Regions from separate parts of the Canis lupus genome. Here region 1 is linked to region 2. A link is a contact called in public Hi-C data. All regions are on one chromosome and are shown on one strand. Each heading gives the region's core, a stretch centred on a gene start, on an enhancer-like site or on the middle of the called end of the contact. The rest is flanking DNA. Distances are from core to core; before and after follow the strand shown.

Evidence for each region. Hi-C and Micro-C count contacts between places; a contact is called where the count stands out from the background.
Region 1: a Hi-C map of blood shows a contact between it and region 2, with 7 times the contacts expected there. The contact joins the promoter of XNDC1 here to the promoter of LOC609621 in region 2. A contact is called at or near these places in 2 of 9 Hi-C or Micro-C datasets (amygdala and blood).

What each region holds. Positions count from the first base shown.
Region 1 is chr21:26,280,428-26,283,127 of UU_Cfam_GSD_1.0, forward strand. XNDC1 (Xrcc1 N-terminal domain containing 1) reads left to right here and starts at 1,338. Exons shown (of 10, transcript NM_001374471.1): 1 at 1,338-1,915. It overlaps RNF121 (RING finger protein 121), which reads right to left and starts at 1,249. Exons shown (of 9, transcript XM_038568788.1): 1 at 1,128-1,249. The coding sequence starts at 1,190.
Region 2 is chr21:26,088,857-26,091,556 of UU_Cfam_GSD_1.0, forward strand. LOC609621 (folate receptor gamma-like) reads right to left here and starts at 1,406. Exons shown (of 6, transcript XM_038568793.1): 1 at 503-1,406. It overlaps ANAPC15 (anaphase-promoting complex subunit 15), which reads left to right and starts at 683. Exons shown (of 5, transcript XM_038568805.1): 1 at 683-821. It overlaps LOC106560171 (transmembrane O-methyltransferase), which reads right to left. Exons shown (of 4, transcript XM_038568794.1): 4 at 2,682-2,700.

The sequences.
Region 1 (2,700 bases), core at 88-2,587, 190 kb after region 2:
CGATCCCCTCGATTCCACTCCTGGCAATCAATCCCTTTCCTCCCATCCCTCTGTGCTGTCCATCTACTGTCCTGTGCAAAGTCACAAGCACCCCTTGTTCTGAATATACCTTTGGCCTCAGAATCATCTCCCTTTCCTTTGTCACCTTCTCTTTACTTCTCAGCGCCATCCCTTCATTCCTTTCAAACTCAGGGTCCCTTTCCCTCCCAGTGATTCAAGGGCCACTGGCAATTTAATACATCAGTTGTTCAACGCCTATTAAACAGGAAAAGGGGACATACATCCTCAAGGAGCTCACCTTCAAAGAACTAATACGTCCAGAAGGCGCCAGAAATAGAGAATCATTTATCCCATAAGATTCAGTTCCTCTGGGAAGCCTTCTCTAGCCCCAAATGAATTGGTCCCCTCTTTTCAGTGCCACCATTATACCGCTGATGCAATGACTTGTCTGCCTTGTGGGTCTCCCACCGCTAGGCTATGGGCTGTTCCATGGGAGGGCCCCTATATCCCTAGCACTTAGTCCAGGACTCAGCACAAAGACAGCATGTAATGTTTGTCAACTGAGTGAATGAATTCCGGTATATAATCATTCATTCATCCATTCAGTGCCCAAAACTTTACTGAGTGCACATTATGTACAAAGTCCTAGAGTGTAAGGATAGATAAAATAGTTCTTACATAAAAATAACGCTATATCACTAGTAGACTAGCACTCTCCCGCGGTCCGCGTCCCCAACCCCCACCCCAAATCCAGACTCGACTCTCCCACGGCGAAAGCCCGGCCTTCCCTTACAGAAGTCCACGCCCCTCCAACTCAAGCTCCCTCTGAGCCCTTCAGTCACACCCTAGGACCCCCAGCTAATAATCTCAAATCTTAACCCCCCCACCCTCCCTGGCTTCTCTCCCTGTCCTCCACCTCCACCCTTGAGGTTACTGCAAGTCTCCTACCCCCATGACCGCCTCTGAGTCCCCGAGCCCAGGGTACCTCTGATTTCACTCTCCTCGCACCCGCCCCCCAGTTGGCTCCTTCCCTTTCAGGGTCCCGCCTCCCCCAGGACCTTACTCTCCTCCCCTCCCTTCAATTTCATGCTGAGCCTCTTCCCTCCTTGACTCTGAACTCTTCTTACCTCATCTAGCTCCCGTTCCCCGGCAGCACCTCCTCCAACCTCCACCTCCACCACTGCCGCCATCTTCACAACTCTCCCCCTCCCTTCGTCCCCCCGCTAGCCAGCTGCTTCCGCCGCTCAAGTGCTCCTAGCCAATCGGCGGCTCGAGCTCCAGCAGGGGGGCGGGGCATCAAGACAGGCGGAGCTCCGAGAGGGACTAAGAGACCGTCTACCTGCTACTCCGTAAAGGTCAGGGAGGGAAGGTTTCCGTGCACTTCCAAGCTTCCGTGAAGGAGGGTTCTTGGAAAATGAGAAATTGGGTTTGTATTATTCTCAGTGCAAATATTTCACCAATTCTCCCTTTTGGACAGCCAAAGAGAAGGGTCTCTAAATCGTCAACTTTCGCGACGCTCCCTCACTCTGAGCTCCAAGAAGTGAAGCGTGGAGGCCAAGGACTACATTTCCCAGAATGCATTGAATCTGACCCGGAAGTTTAAGTTCCGAGCTCTGAAAGACTTGTAGCGAGTGAAAATTTGCATAATATATGCCTAAAAATATACATTTAAAAATAGACGTAAAGCATACATAGATACACACGAAATGTATTTTTCTTGCTGTTAGCGAATGTCTTCTTGCCTCGATGGGAGTCATTTTTCAGAAACAGCGGCTTCTTGAGGCCACAGAGCAATTTCCCGGACCTGGAGAGGCGTCAGAGGCGTGATCCAGGTCAGACAGCGGAGGTCAGAGGGCCGAATTGGCGGGAGAATGGGTTCGTGGTCCACGGTCTGAGGCTGCGGTGGCTCTTCGAGGTCCGTTGTCCCGGGTGAGGGGCTTTGGGAGGCTGTTGATGCGGAGGAAAGTTGCCGAGAATGGGTGGCGGAGCAGGAATACACAAAACAGCGTGTTCCAAGGTTTTTTTTTTTGGGGGGGGGGGGGTGCTGCGCGGCTTAGAAGAGCCTCGCGCGACCTCCACTGCCCCAAACTGCTTCTTGGCCTCTCACGCCTTAGGATCACTTCACACATCTCGATACTCTTTCCGACTACGCGTCCTGCATCCCCAGCTCCCATCTGTATTCTCTGTGCTGCGCCCCAACTTAAACTTGCTAACTCATTTCCAACCCCTTGTTAGCCTTACTTCTTACAACTTACAACCTGTGGCCCCTGCACACTTAACCCCTGAGCATCCCAGCTGGATCTATGGGGGAGAATAGTGCCAGGGATGAGCAGTGGACTCCCACTAGGGTGCCTGTCAACTTTGTTTTAGGACCAACCAGAAGTTACAGGGTAATATTTACACCATCTACAGGCATCTTATTTACTTAAAATGGGAATTGTTATTATGTGAAACAATGCAGAGAATATTGTAATCACCTTATACCCAATCACCCCAAATTGACTATTGACATCATGATCAATTTGCGTCCTCATTTTTTTTTGCGTCCTCATTTTTTAAAAAGATAAAATAATACAGATATTATATAAGGTTGAACTTCTCTGTGTCTTCAATTCTCAGACCCAGTACCCTTTCATCTTTCCGAGACACAACTATTGTCACAATTAGCTGGATATGTTTCCAGTCTATGGGGAAAAATTC
Region 2 (2,700 bases), core at 156-2,655:
CTGTATTTTGTTTATCTTCTTTGTTGTTTATCTCTCCTATTAGAATGGAAGCTGCATGGAGATTGTTGGGGGGCATCTGTTTTGTTCCCTATTGTATACCCACTACTTAGACTAGTGACAGGCATATAGTAAGGCACTAAGTACGTACTTGTAGAATGAATGAATGAAAAAGGTGGACATTTCCAAGAGGCAAATTTTACTCTTCACTTTTAAGAAAGATTTTGTTTATTTATTCATGAGAGACACAGAAAGAGAGGCAGAGACACAGGCAGAGGGAGAAGCAGGCTCCATGCAGGGAGCCCGACGTGGGACTCGATCCTGGGACTCGATCCTAGGTCTCCAGGACCAGGTCCTGGGCTGAAGGCGGCGCCAAACCGCTGAGCCACCCGGGGCTGCCCCAAATTTTATTCTTTAATGAAAAGCTTCATGACTACCAGAACTGCTTGGAAACACAATCACGTTAACATACACAGTACACTACCACTTAAACATGTAGTCTCACCAAATCCTCACATCAGTCCAGGATAGGAGGAAGGATGCGCAGTTTATGAAGTTTATGGTTGAAGAGGAAACTGAATCCAGACCGGGGTGGAAAAAGGACTTGTTAAAGCTCACACATCTGGAGTGGTCAGGAGCAGAATCAGGGATGATTGCTAGCTCTAGAAGAGGCTGGTGGGTGATGGAGCTTAATGGGGGGGTTGGGTTCGAAGAACTGCCGTTTGACAGAAGGCATGATCTCTGAAGGGGAGGCTGACTCAGCGGTTACCAGAACAGACTCATCAACAAAGGACTGGGAGAGATGACGAGGCTGACCACTAAAGGTATTTAGACCAGTCCCGGAAAGGGCAACTGAATTCCCCAAAAGTGGTGTCCTGAGGCTGACTGGTCACTGAAACCCGTACATGAACTCAGATGCAGAGCTGGACAGGCAGTCGTAAGAAACCGCTGAGTCCACTGTGGGTCTGTGGAGCCTGGCTTCTCCCCTGGACTGTGAGGTCTACGGGGGCAGGGACCGTGATCTAGATTCATCCCCAGCTTCTAGCAGAGCCTGGAATACAGTAGGGACTCAACTATTTCTGCTGAAGTCATACATACATGCACCAACCAAGAAGCTGAGGGTGAGAAAAGACAGACAGAAGGGGCATAATATCGCCCCGCGATTTGGGGGTAGAAGCAAACGAATTTTCTTGGGACGCGCGGCAGGACAAAGAGTTCCAGTGCTAAAGCAGGTAGCTGCTGCCAGCTATTTTCCAGCAGGGCTTGGCAAGCAGATCCTGGCTAGGGACGAATGGGCGGGGTTCGATGGGGCCGTTGGCGGGGGGGCGGGCAGACAGGGGAAGCCGAAGGGCGGAGGCTCAAGGAGGGGCCAACGGAGTATGCAAATTTCCAACCTCAACTACGTGACTGAGGTGTGTAACGTCACATCCGGTGGGGTGGGCGGGAGCGGGAAACAAAAGGAGAGCAAAGGCGCATGCGTCGGTGGTTCCCGGGCTCTGGTGGGTTCTTCCGCTCGGGCAGAGAGAAGTGCTTCCGGGTCGCCGCCGGCTGCCGCCTCCTGGCGCGGTAAGTACGGAAGCCAGGCTGCGGCCTCTGTCTCCTTGCCCCTTCTCGTCTCCCTCTCCCGGAGGACCCCCGCGGTCCTGACCCGGCTTCTCAGGGGCTCCACGTTCCGACTCCTTTCCACATTAAAGAGCTCCAGTTCATTGGCCGCTTCCTCGAGGCTAAGCCCCACCCAGTCGCCCGAGATCCGTCCCTCATTGGTGTCCGTTTCTGTCACCCACCATTCCTCCCAGTTAATTGGCCCCATTCAGGCCCCGCTCCTTTCGCGATTAGCAGCCCTATAAGGGTAAATGCCTGCTCGAATCCCGCCCCTGCATTCTTCGTGTTGGTCCACCCCGCGGTCATTATCATAATGAGCAAAGAGTGGGCGGGGGCTTTGCGGCGAGGGGGGGGGCTTTCGGAGCCTCGGGCTCTGGCCTCTCCTACGACCGGCCGGGAGTGAGGATGGCTAGTTGTGCTGCTGACACGGCCCGGGAAGCTGAGGTTCACGGAAGGGCAGCGGCGGGCCCGGGATCGGCTAAATGAGTTTAGGGCAAAAGCAGAAGTAGACGTCGGTCTATTTCTCCTGCTCATCTCCTCTAGTGCCTGGCCTCGATTTCTTCCCCGCGGAATATGATGCCCCAGCTCACTTGTGACCTAGAGCCAGTCGTTGCCTGTCGCAGGGCCTCAATTTTCCTGTGAGCTGAAAGGTTTTAATTCAAATTCTCTGGGACCTTTCCGGTCCCCCTCAGCTGCTTTTAATCCGTGCCGAATTTACATTATCCATTCACGTTAGTTCATTCAGCTTTCCATTTACTTATTCATTCATTTACTCATGCCTTTAGAATGTCTTCCTGAACCCTGCTGCACCCCACCCCAGTTTAGCTGGTTCATGAGAGAGGTGGTTAGTGTCCTAAATTTCTGACACTGGGTAAGTATGGTATGGATCATCATAGAGGGGCAAAAAGTAGGTCTTAGTGTTTGGAGGAGGTAAGGATAGGACCAGAGGAGCCCTGCTGCCTCTGATTTTGTAATGCCAGTCTGCATTCTGGATTCATAGCTCTACATTTGGCTTCCATTCCCCTCCACGCCTCCCCTTGAACTACTTTACTTCTCCATAAAGTAAATTATCAGAATAAGTATGAGGGTGGTATAATTGTT